Linked DNA regions of Mus musculus: regions 1, 3 and 4 are each linked to region 2. Evidence: chromatin contacts called from public Micro-C and targeted proximity ligation data. All regions are on one chromosome and are shown on one strand. The core of a region is the stretch at or near the end of the contact, and the rest is flanking DNA. Distances in the headings are between cores, read along the strand shown.

What was found. Hi-C and Micro-C count contacts between places; a contact is called where the count stands out from the background.
Region 1: a Micro-C map of palatal mesenchyme shows a contact between it and region 2, with 2.0 times the contacts expected there. A contact is called at or near these places in 7 of 39 promoter capture datasets (embryonic stem cells, liver, maxillary cranial neural crest and 2 more), 4 of 484 Hi-C or Micro-C datasets (muscle stem cells, palatal mesenchyme and uterus) and 5 of 130 datasets of targeted methods (craniofacial prominence, embryonic forebrain, embryonic limb bud and 2 more).
Region 3: a contact with region 2 is called in a targeted proximity ligation map of intestinal villus epithelium, with 7 read pairs. A contact is called at or near these places in 3 of 39 promoter capture datasets (hippocampal neurons, liver and stem cell-derived epiblast-like cells), 3 of 484 Hi-C or Micro-C datasets (Sertoli cells, adipose-derived mesenchymal stem cells and muscle stem cells), 2 of 130 datasets of targeted methods (fibro-adipogenic progenitors and intestinal villus epithelium) and 1 of 9 other capture datasets (adipose tissue).
Region 4: a contact with region 2 is called in a targeted proximity ligation map of embryonic limb bud, with 3 times the contacts expected there. A contact is called at or near these places in 6 of 39 promoter capture datasets (cranial neural crest, frontonasal cranial neural crest, hippocampal neurons and 3 more), 6 of 484 Hi-C or Micro-C datasets (cerebellar granule neurons, myocytes, nephron progenitors and 2 more), 5 of 130 datasets of targeted methods (embryonic forebrain, embryonic limb bud, fibro-adipogenic progenitors and 2 more) and 2 of 9 other capture datasets (embryonic stem cells and liver).

Annotation. Positions count from the first base shown.
Region 1 is chr19:17,634,894-17,637,667 of GRCm38.p6, forward strand. The region is part of intron 9 of Pcsk5 (proprotein convertase subtilisin/kexin type 5); the gene reads right to left. Among named protein-coding and RNA genes, the nearest start is that of Gm41812, 62 kb to the left of the region's middle.
Region 2 is chr19:17,836,157-17,839,173 of GRCm38.p6, forward strand. Pcsk5 (proprotein convertase subtilisin/kexin type 5) reads right to left here and starts at 1,476. Exons shown (of 38, transcript NM_001190483.2): 1 at 799-1,476. The coding sequence starts at 996.
Region 3 is chr19:17,690,605-17,693,597 of GRCm38.p6, forward strand. All of the region lies in intron 5 of Pcsk5 (proprotein convertase subtilisin/kexin type 5), which reads right to left. It also overlaps the pseudogene Gm17819. Among named protein-coding and RNA genes, the nearest start is that of Gm41812, 120 kb to the left of the region's middle.
Region 4 is chr19:17,590,135-17,592,905 of GRCm38.p6, forward strand. All of the region lies in intron 12 of Pcsk5 (proprotein convertase subtilisin/kexin type 5), which reads right to left. Among named protein-coding and RNA genes, the nearest start is that of Gm41812, 17 kb to the left of the region's middle.

The DNA of each region.
Region 1 (2,774 bases), core at 93-2,592, 200 kb before region 2:
ATTTCTAAAAATGACACCAGGCTAAGTTCAGAAAAGCAATTAGACATTAGCTTGCTTTTCTTCCTTTTTCTCAGGATATATAACCTCACGCATTTCCTGAATGTTTGGTAATTTTGTACCTACAAAAATACACATCAAATCTACTTACTTCTGTCCACCCCTCCTTGCCAGTTACCCATACTTTGGCCAGACTCCTTTGAAGCCATCTAAAACATATATATCCAAACAGTATATGTTTCTTCCCACACATATTAGATGTATGTAACATGATACTTTCCCGATGTTTGGTTGCTTAAAAACAGGATTTATTCAGTGGTACAAGAAATAGATTTGAAGATTGCTATAGCAATAAGGACCATTCTTATTTGAGAATACTGTAATAGGAAGAATTGCATATTTTCAGTGAAAGACACTTTATTTATTTATTTATTTATTTATTTATCATTTAATTTGATTACATTTCAAATGTTATCCCCCTTCCCAGTCTTGCCTCCATAAACATCCCTCCCCTCCCCTTCCACTTTGGCTCTAAGAGGGTGCTCCCCCACCCACCCACTATCATCCCACTTCTCTGGGGGGCATCAAGACTCCATAGGATCAAGCGCCTACCCTTTTACTAATGCCAGAAGAGGCAGCCCTCTGCTATAGTGGACTGGCTCATGTATACTCTTTGGTCCATGGTTTAGTCCCTGGGAGCTTTGAGGGGTCCTGTTAGTTGATACTGTTGTTTATCCTATGGGGTTGCAACCCCCTTCAGCTCCTTCAGCCCTTCCCCTAACTCTTCTATTGGGATCACTGGGCTCAGTCTAATGGTTGGCTGTAACTTCATCTGCCTTAATCAGGTGCTGGCAGAGCCTCTCAGAGGGCAGCCATACTAGGCTCCTGTATGCAAGCATATCTTGGCATCAGAATACACCTAAATACAGCCAAGCAAAGAATCAGGTAAGAATCCCTTAGAAATTTCTGTTTTCAGTTTGTCTTTGCAGCAGCTCAAGTCTCCAACATGGTGCTGTTAGTACAACTAAGGTGATGGAAACACTGGCTAGCCCTCAAGACAACTCAAGTGAATGAGCCTGCTGACCAGGGCTTTTCCAGGCATAATGGATACCTTTGGAAGTCATCCTGTTTGAAACTGTTACTTAAGGTACAAAGTCAGGCGAGTCTAGGGAAAATTGGCTTCTATATAATTTGAACTTGAGGAGTGCTAGAGGACAGAGTGTATTGTCTGCGTGTATGTAGACATAACAAAGCTATTTTCATTCACAGTCCTGGCAGAAGGCCCGTGGTAACTGCTCCGTGTGTCTGGTTACAATTATTTCACGATAGGGAATAATCAAGGACAGTACATCCCTACCCTGTCCGCTCAGCCTCAAGTTGAAATGTGTGCTGCTTTGCTGTTCTTAACCCCACAAACCTTGTCAACTCTTTCCTGATTGCCTTTTAATTCACTCATCCTTCTCATGCCAGAAACCTCAGCAGAATTCCAAGTCTGAACTGCAGTATTACAGTACACATGAAACTCTTAAGAGTGTAGACCAGGGAGCATGGATGCGATGTCCGGTCCCTTGTCCTTGTGATTGCACAGAATCTGGGCACTTGTGCCTGGATGTCTCAATGCACGTGGATTTTCTACATTGTAAGTGGAGTGAAACTCTGCTTAAAGAAAGGAGTGGGTATGTCTTTTGCGATGCTACCTCCATAATCAAACACATCTGTGTTCCCCACCCATTGAACATTTCATAGAGCTCAATGTGGCTCTTGGGAAATTTCTCAACAGAACAGTTAATAGTAAGATGTGTTTTTAATTAAGACAACAACAAAAGCAAAGATAAGGCTGGTTACAGGGTATCTTTACCCAGATGCTAAGCCTGATATTTAGAAATGCTTGTGGCTATCGAATCCTTCTTGTGTGGGTCTCCCCTGATTATGTTCAGTTCCTGGAATCTGAAGCTTTGAGTGAGTTGCTTTAACTCAGTCCTAGCTTGTCACAAACTTCAGAAATCTTCTCAGCAGCTCCAGGTATCTTACAATAAGTGAATCTACATTAGGGTGCTGCCCTTAATTTTTCGTACTTATCAATTGGACAGCGTGTAGGGAAAGGTAAGGCAAAAGACATGGTGGTTGATAAGACAGAGCAATAGAAAACCCGCACGGACGGGCTTTTTCCAATTGCAAAAACTGCAGATCATTTAATCTCTCGAGAAAAGACTATTCAGAACTTTATTTTAAAACCATAGCAGATGGTGTACATCATCCTTTGGCTTTGTGGCTGCTCTTCTCACTTGGGCCATCATGGGTCTGACAGGATCTCTCCCACTCAGGACCAAAGGTGGAGGGACTTCCCCTAGGAGCTCCCAAGGGACTCACATAAACAAAAAAGTGACCAGTCACTAAGGACTGACTATCAATAACAGAAGGGACAGAAGCATGAAAGCTACATTCATACAAGCAAGTAACTGCCAGCTCACTTAGGACTCAGTCCTCTTATAGAAAGAAGAAAAAATAGTTTTCATAGATGAATTAATCTGTGTTTAAGAATCAACCTTGTTAAAGATGGCATGCTTAGATGTCATAAAGATTATGAAAGAGAGCACTGTCCCAGCATGAAGCATCACGCTAGCCATCTTTATTTGCCACCTACCCATAGTCATTCTCCCAAGAGTGTATGTATGTATATATATATATATATATATATATATATATATATATATATATATATATATATATATATATAGTTTCATGAATGATTCGTGTATATCTGCCAGTAAATATTT
Region 2 (3,017 bases), core at 226-2,725:
GGCGCTGCCAAGGGTCCCATAAAATGTATTGGCATTTCCCTCAGCATGGCAAATCGAACGAAAACCCACCAAAGGCACCTCAGCAAAGCATTCCTGCCACACGCCACAACCGGGTACCCCAGGTTCCACGCCAGTAGAAGATTCCCAAGTTCCCGGAGCAGAACATTTCAGCCGCTTTCAATGTCTCCCAGGTTCCTCCCCACCCAGCTCCGGGGGCCCACATTTGGATCCTGGCCAAGAGAGGCAGCAGCCAGGACCCCCCTAAATCCGTGCTTCCCTCCCAGTGTCCCGCCCCCTTCCTCTCTCCCCACCACCTCCCTTCCAGACGCCGCACTCAAAGCCCTCCAGAGCACAGCAATTCTGTGGCCCAGGAGGTTAATCCAGGCTTTTCTCTCCCAGTTAGAACCAGGGGCGTTCTCACTCCTTGGCCTCCAAAAGTCTCAACCTTCCCTGCCACAGCCACTCGCAGGGCTATTTCCTCAAGCTAAATAGCGCTTCTGGACTTCCCAGGTCCAAAGGTCCAGGCGAGTCTCAACCTGTCCAAGGGCACTCCATATTTTCCACAGACCCTACCTGTCCCTCATTGCTTGTAAAAACAAATTAAACAGAGATCCCAGCAACTTCGGGGCATGTGTGTGACTGTGCAACGAGCGCGTTGGAGAGAGCATCGCCCTAGAGTTCGGGCCACAGCTGCAGAAGCACATCTGGAAAAGGGGGAGGGGTCGAAGCGGAGGGGACAAGAAGCCCCCAAACGACTAGCTTCTGGGTGCAGAGCCTGTGTCACCGGGGGTTGGTTACCTGTCCTACGTTGATGAATCCGTACTTGCTGGCTATGCGATCTGCCTCCGCGAAGCCGCCGGCGATCTTCACTGCCCAGTGGTTGGTGTAGACGCGCGTCCGGCATACCGGGAGCAGACAGCCGGCGAGCAGTGCCAGCACGCACAGCAGGTCCCGCCGTCCCGGGCGGCTGCAGCGGTTCCCCCAGTCCCAGTCCATGGTCCCGACGCTTCGCCGCCTTCGCCCGCCCGCTGGCTCGCGCGCTAAGCAGCGCGCACAACTAACTTCTCCGGCCTGGGCCGGCGGGGCGCGCAGCCGGGAGCGGTCGGTAGGAGGCTGAGAGCCCGGGAGCAGAGCAGAACAGCTAGCCCCTCTCAGGCTCTTAGACCATGCCTGGGGCAGAGGGGACGGGGTGACGGGCTCTGGGCCGGCGGGGCGTTGAGCGATCGCTCCCCGGCTTGCACGGGAGGCGGCGGAGTGGGACTGGAGCCTCCGCCGCGGGCTCTCCCGGCTTTGCTCTTGGACTCTTCGTTTGCCTCTTGCTCCTCTCCGGCCCTGGAGCTCCGTGGAAACGACCGGCCGGAGCGCAAGCAGCGGCCGGGCGCCCCCTCTGCTGAACCCGGCTCCAAGCGCTCGCTCGCTCGCTCGCCCTCTCGCTGCGCTCCCTCCGGCTCCGAGCAGCGCGCCGGGACTGTGAGTGGCGACGGCAGCGGCGCCCGCTCCGCATAAATGACTCCCCCGCCCCCCGGAGCACCCCTCCTTTCCCACATCTCCCTCCTCCTCTACTCCTCCGCCCTCACGAGCGGGGCCTCAGCCAGGAGCCACCCAGGTCCTAGCGCCTCCCTGTTCTCCCTGCTGTAAACTCCAGGGTCGGGCCAGTGAAGTCCTCTCCCCAAAGGGCTGAGAGGAGAGTGCCTCCGGAGTCTTGATTTCTATCCTTTTTATTCCGCCGGGCTGCATTTGAATTAATTTCCCGTTACTCTGGAAAGTCTAAGATTTACAGGATAATGAGAGGGAAGTATGGGCAAAGATTCATTCATCCCGGCGCTAAACGCCCAGGACTGAGCATTTTAAGGTCACTCCTGTCTCAATTTCAAAACAAATATCGAGATTTTCACTTCACTAATTCTTTATGCTTTTCAGTAACTGTTTATTTTGCGCATTCTGCTCCCCGGAGAAGCTGTCACACAGGACAGTTAAGTATCATTCACTCTTACAAAAGCCAAAGCCAAAAGTCTGTCGCCTGTTGACTTGGGAGATCAGCCATTCTGATACTCAGCAGCAACATCACAGGAGGGTGAAATCCCTGCTTAGAGCATGGAAAGATATTTCTATGAATATCTACAGTACTAGAGAACGGATAAGTGTGGGTTCCAAGGGAGCGGCCATTCGGTCATTCGTTTCTGTGTCCTTATCTCCAAGGGCTTCATTTACCTCAGCAAGGAGAGTTTTCCAACTTTCCAAGTATGTCACCAGAGCAGAGGGGGAGAGTAATATAAAAAGGACCACAGAGGAAGTCAGATGAAATGCCACCAAGTCTGCGTTAAAGTACCATGACTTCAGACACAACAGGGAATGGTGTCTGGCCTTCTTCAGACTTCTCTAACCACCTTGTCTTTTGCAGGTGAGGGGCCAAAGAGTAGTTTCTTGTAAAAAGAAAAATTGGTCTTTATGAAATGGTTTGCCTAACCTTAAAAGAAGCAGCTGTCCGAAGCCCTCACATCCTATCCCTCTCCTCTTCCAATCCCTTGTCATTCTTCCTAAAGACTAGTTGACTGTGTCTGAGATTAACCCATCTCAGGATGATTTAACTGTCTGAAGGATATCTGCAAGCTTAAATCTACTAGCACCTTGGAGCATAAATTTTATAGATTTTGCATATTGTATAAATAGATTATATTTTTTTTCTTTCAAACAAATTCAAATAACAATGCCCATACATTACAGATCAAGAGGTAGATGAGAAAAGCAGATACATGCTGCAGAAAGGCATGCATTCTATTGATTTATTTATTTGGCTAGTTTAACACATCTGTTTCAAGGGCCTGGTCTATGATTCCTATCAGATTGTGCTGGACATAGTCGGGGGTGGGGCACAAAATATTGGTGGAATTTAGGCTCAGAATTCTCTAAAGAAAATGCTCATTGTTACTTGGCATTATTTTTGTAAAGAGAGAAACCTAGGCATTTTGCTTGGCTCTAGAGTCCGTATAGTCTGGCTACTGGCCAGTCCCTTTGGA
Region 3 (2,993 bases), core at 142-2,641, 150 kb before region 2:
CACCTGTACTCCAGCTGTAGTTAGTGAAGACTACAGGGTCTCTGGGTCTTGGTGGCTGAGCCCATCCATGGTAGAGAGACCCTGCCTCAAAAAAAGAAAAAAAAAACATAGCGCATGATAGACCATTCTTATTCTGATCTCAGTAAACTTATATAAGTATATATACTTGCCTTCCACAAACATGTATACATATATGCTCACATACACACAAATTCATGTATACACACACATACACACAAATAATTCTTAATATACAATTTACATATTTAAAAACAAATGAAGGTAGTAAAATACTTTAAATATTATTTTATCAGATTGTTTCTTACAATCCTCATTTTTAATTTTATTTGGTTTCTACAATGTTCTTGTACTCTATGTATTTTTTTCTCCAAATTATAAATATGGAAAATTGATTTTTATGGGTTAAGGGACTACTCTAAGTTAATTTGTACAACTAATTTGTATGGAAAGATCTTGAATTCAGATCTCCTGAAATCAAGTCCTAAGGTTTCTACAACAATAAAACAAACATTCAAGGTGGAATATTCACGTGTCCCTGGTTTGTCCACACTTGTCAGGGCCAGAAGAAAATGGTGGTGATTTGAGACCTTTCCTGAGACAAGCACTCTCAGGCTGTGCCCAGAAGCTCTTATGGTTCCATAATGACTGGAGTTTCTACATAAGAAGGAGCTGTTCAAGACTACAAGTACGTGGCTCAGTGGTAGAGTCAGAGCTCAGCATGGGTGAGAGGCTGGGTTGGATTCCTCATCAGAGGTGAAAGTTAAAGAACAACAATGGAACATAAACGTGAGAAGCTGGTGCTGACTCCAGCATCCCTTTCCTTTCCTGTGTGTACCTTCACATCTTTGTGAATACACAAACAACAGAGGCAAAGCAAGCCAATCAAATTGCTTAATGAATTTTCACAAGTCTTGACATTTCCTACACGAGTGACACAGTATCTGGTAAACACAAACAAATCTATGTTGAAAGGGAACTCAGAATGAGAGCTTAGTAGAAACAAGGGAGGGAAATTAGCCAAACTGGCATTGTGACCATGGCCTTGAAAAGGCTTTGTCAATGAAACAATTCCAAATGGTCCTTGGAACAGCCGATAAAGTTTCACAAACCGAGTCGGCTTATGACCCTATTAAAATTCATATTTCACGGTATTTCATAAAAACTACAAGCATGATTCATTTCTGGCTGACGTAAGAGTGCCAGTGACTACATGCTGTTAGATAATATACTACATGCAGTTTCATAATCTCACTTTTATTGTTCAAATAAAGCAATGAATCTGGCTTCAATCTCAGTGGATTCCTTTCTTTCGATCAGCCAATGACTGAATCAAAGACTGACTTGATTAGACTGACTACTGATTACATCATACAATTGGGCAACTACTGATTGAAAAAAAAATTTCTTGATTTGGATCCTGTCCTAGGTGGATCAACTACTGATCACACCCAAGCTCCAACTAGACTACGAGGTGACTCCATCAGCCAATAATTGTCTCAACCACAGAATGGATCCTAGCAATGACTGGATCAAATGCTGACTGAAGCAGGTTCCTGGATATATCTTCTACTGACTGGATCAAAGAAGTTGATTAGAGTCAGTGCTGAGTGGATCAGCCACTGCTCTGTCTCCAGAGGTGAGATCCACTCCTGGACCGATCAACCTGTGGATTATATTAATGATTCATTTTACCACTTTGATTAGAGACGTTGTTGATCACATTAGACAAAAATCATTCCTGCAGTGGCTCTTCAAACTACGCAGGTTGTGGCTTAAGATCAGCAACTTGTTGGTCTCCCTTGAAAAGGCATAAACAATCATGTGTCAAATCACACTTATGATAGGAATTGGCTTGCTCCTTTGAGCTATGTAAGATACTCTATGCAAGTCTCTAGCCACATCCTAAATGCTTCTTTATTCCAGTCACTATGACATATGAACTTTTGGCACCAAAACAGATTCCCAACTGATAATTCCCATAAACACAATGTGACAACAGGCAAATGTCCAGGCCCTAAATGACATGCAGTCATTTAAGAACTCCCCCAGAATGCACATGCAGTTCACTCAATCTCGCAATAAGGATCTTATTTGACAACCTGCTTAGCCAGATGTAAGTCCACATTGAAAGACATAGAGGAAGTCAAAGTGTCTGCCTGAAGGAGACCTTGGCAAGGAGATTGAGCAGAAGTATGACTGTGGAGAAGAGATCCTGATCACAGTGCTGTCTGCCATGACAGAGGAGGCAGCTGCTGCGATCAAGGCCATGGCAAAATAACCAGCTTCCAGGGTGGTGATGGTGGCAGCAGCGATCCATGAGCCTACACAGGCCCCTCCCCAAGCCAGGTTCTGCTCTGGCTGGGCCCTTGGCTGGACTCCTATTTGCATTTATTTGACGTTTTATTTTGATTTTCCTCACCCCCTCAAACTATCAGGGAGACCCTGCCCTTCACCTAGCTCCCTTGGCCAGGAATGAGGGAGCCATGGCCTTGGTGAAACTCCCTGCCTCTTCTCTCGCAGCCCTGATGGGGGAGAGGGAGCCGGGTACTGCTCGTGGTTTAGGTTCCCCTCTCCTTTTTTTTTCTTTTTAATTCAATTTGGAATCAGAAAGCTGGATTCTGGCAAATGGTCTTGTGCCCTTTATCCTACTCATCCCCAATCTAGTCCCCTGTTCTCCATAGTCCTTCACCCCCAAGCACCACTGTACAGACTGGGGACCAGCCCCTTCCCTGCCTGTGTCTCTTCCCAAACCCCTGTAGGAGTGGTGAGAAGAGGGGGCAGAGGACACGATCCCTCCTCAGGCATCTGGGAAGGCCTTGCCCCCACGGGCTTTACCCTTTCCTGTGGGCTCTCTCCCTGACACATTTGTTAAAAATCAAACCTGAATCAAACTACAAGTTTAATATGAAAAAAAAAAGAAAGCTATTACCTGTAACTTTCTTTATTATAGGAAGATATGGATACCTTCATGA
Region 4 (2,771 bases), core at 82-2,581, 250 kb before region 2:
TTTATCCCTTAAATGTAAAGTTTCAACAAGCATATTATGGAGTCTCTCATTAACTGCCAAACACATCTGGTTTTGTAATCCTCTTGCAAAAGATTGCCTTCGTTATGGAGTATATGGCTTTTCTGCAGGACTCTGTTTTGCATTATAAACATCTTTGTAAGTTACTCGCACAGCATCCGGGACAATACCACATATATAAGATATTTTGTAACATAAAACCAAGAAAACCTGGGAGATCTTTTAAATTGAGGTTGAGGTGTAGTCTCTGGGCTGGCAGCTCTAATCTCAGTTAGCTTACTAGAAATGGGGCTTCTCAGACCTTACCCCAGAACCATGCAATAAGGCCTGGTGAGCAGGGCTCAGGCATCTGTGTTTGATAAAGCCCCTGGCTGAATGTTTTGAGAGGCACTGCGTAAGCAGGGCACCACTTGCTAAATGCTTACATGCCAGGCCCTGGGGTAATGGTTTACTGTGCATTGGCTTATTCAATACTTGCACCAAGCTTGTGTGAGGCAGTTGGTGTTGCACCTATTTCATGAAGAAATTTACTTCTCTAGATTCAGACACAGACATTAGCAAAGCCAAGAGAAAGCCAGCTGTGTGTAAACCTAAAGGCTTATTCTTAGTGACCACAGCAGGACCATTACAACGGTAATGTTTTCACTGCAAGCCACGAATGCATTAATATTCCATGATGTCTACCAGTATCAACAGTTTCCCATTGAACATTTAGGGACAGCAGTGACAAATGTGACTGAGGCATAACTACTACATTTTACACAATTATTGGGGTTTTCAGACTACAAAGTGTAAATTCTCTCTACTTGAGACTATATAATCAGAAGCAGAAATATGTTTCCATAATCAAATTTACAAAGGGAGCCAAAGTTTCAGCTTTCATTCTGAGGCCAAACACTGGAACAGAGAGCCAAGACAATTAAGCCAAGTCTAAAAGGAAGTCAGATGGGGGTGGGGCAAGGTGTGGAGAGGGGCTGTGCATAATTCTAAGAAGTGTGGCTGATGGAAGAATTTGGTGAGACAAGGCTTTGTTTGGAAATGTTGTGCACAGTGTTTGAAAGATCTCTCATCTAAGAGTTTTCAAAGGACTCTAAACCTAGCAGCTTCCCCACCCTGACCTGTTTGACCTCCAGATTCTCCCTGGAGTAAGCCACGTGCTCTGAAATCAGTCAGAGAATATGGCCAAGAGGCAGGGAGGGCCGAGGAGGAAGAAATAGGACAAGAAAGGGCCATTTGTTCACCCTAGGACAGTTCTGGTGACCCGTAGCTCTAACCCACTAAATCACTGCAGTTGCTTGCCAGGGAAGCTGGCTTTCTGGGCTAATGGGGCACGAAGCTCAAACTGGCCTGGAGTTCTGAATACTGCTGAGTGCCCTCCAGCACTTAGCACCTGCAGCCAGCTTGGGTAAACCACTCTCCTCCCAACAGCTGTTCTCCACAGGAGCTGCCCATCAGTGGGAACAGGGACCCGTTGAGGGGCTCCAGACGGCCCACACAGATGTAACCGTCATGTACAGCACTTTGTAGAAACCAGATCGTCCAGGAACTGCAGTGGTCAACGGATAAACAAGTGAAAAGAAATTCCTCTGAGAAATGTCAAGGAAAGTGAAAGTCTGGGGAGGTGGCACAAGACAACAACCTAGAGAGAGCCCTGGGTCTAAGCAGAGCTAGAACTTTTGCTTCTGTTAAGACCTAGGTGGAGAGACTGCTTCAAAGGCTTGGGGCAGCTGAGCATGGTGGCTCAACCCTTTACTCTGGAGCAGAGGCAGTCGGATATGTGTGTTCGAGGCCAGCCTGATCTACACAGCAACTTCCAGGTCAGCCAGGGCTATACAGTGAGGTCCTAGGGATCTCAAAAACCAAACCAAACCAAACAAAACAAGACTGAAAAAGTTCACGGAGAGTTTTCTACAGTGGCATCCAGGCTAGCAAGCATGCAGACAGGGTGAGGACAGATAACACCTCTGCCACCAGAGGTGAATGTGTGAACTCTAACCACCTTGCGAGAGAAACTTTGCTTTAGAAGTTTATTCCTTCTTTTTAAACCGTGATCTTTGCTCTTCTTTGGAAATTTCTATGCTTGCTTGCTGGCTTTCTTTTTCTTCTCTCCTTCCTTCCTTCCTTCCTTCCTTCCTCCCTCCCTCCCTTCCTTCCTTCCTTCCTTCCTCCCTCCCTCCCTCTTTCCCTCCCTCCCTCCCTTCCTCCCTCCCTCCCTTCCTTCCTCCCTCCCTCCCTTCCTTCCTTCCTTCCTTCTTCCTTTCCTCCCTCTTTCCTCCCTCTTTCCTTCTTTCTTTCTTTGACAGGTTTGTGCTATGTAGCTCAGGTTGGCTTTGAACTCACAATCCTCTGATCTCAGCCTCGCTAGAGCTGGTGTTACAGGCAAGTACCACTATATTCAGCTTAGAATCTTTACTCTTCAAAACCCAGGCTGAATGTTGGGAATGACAACTGTTCCCCTCTCTTAGGAATAATCTTGGGAACACAGACTCCTTCTAAATCCTGCTGTATTCATCCATTCCTCAAGGCAAAGAATTGTCTTGGAGACCAGCATGAAAGACACCAGGACACAGCAGGGCTTTTCTTCATTTCTCTCCAACCCTTTTTGTGTCTTGTGTCCTGTCCTGTCCCCAACTCTCAACTGTTTGATTCCTAAGCCAGGACTGAGTGTTGATTTAGGACCACATTGGCAGTCACAAGGTTTCCCTTCTACTGAGTCAGATACTAAGAGATATTAAAGACTGGCTTCTGTAATA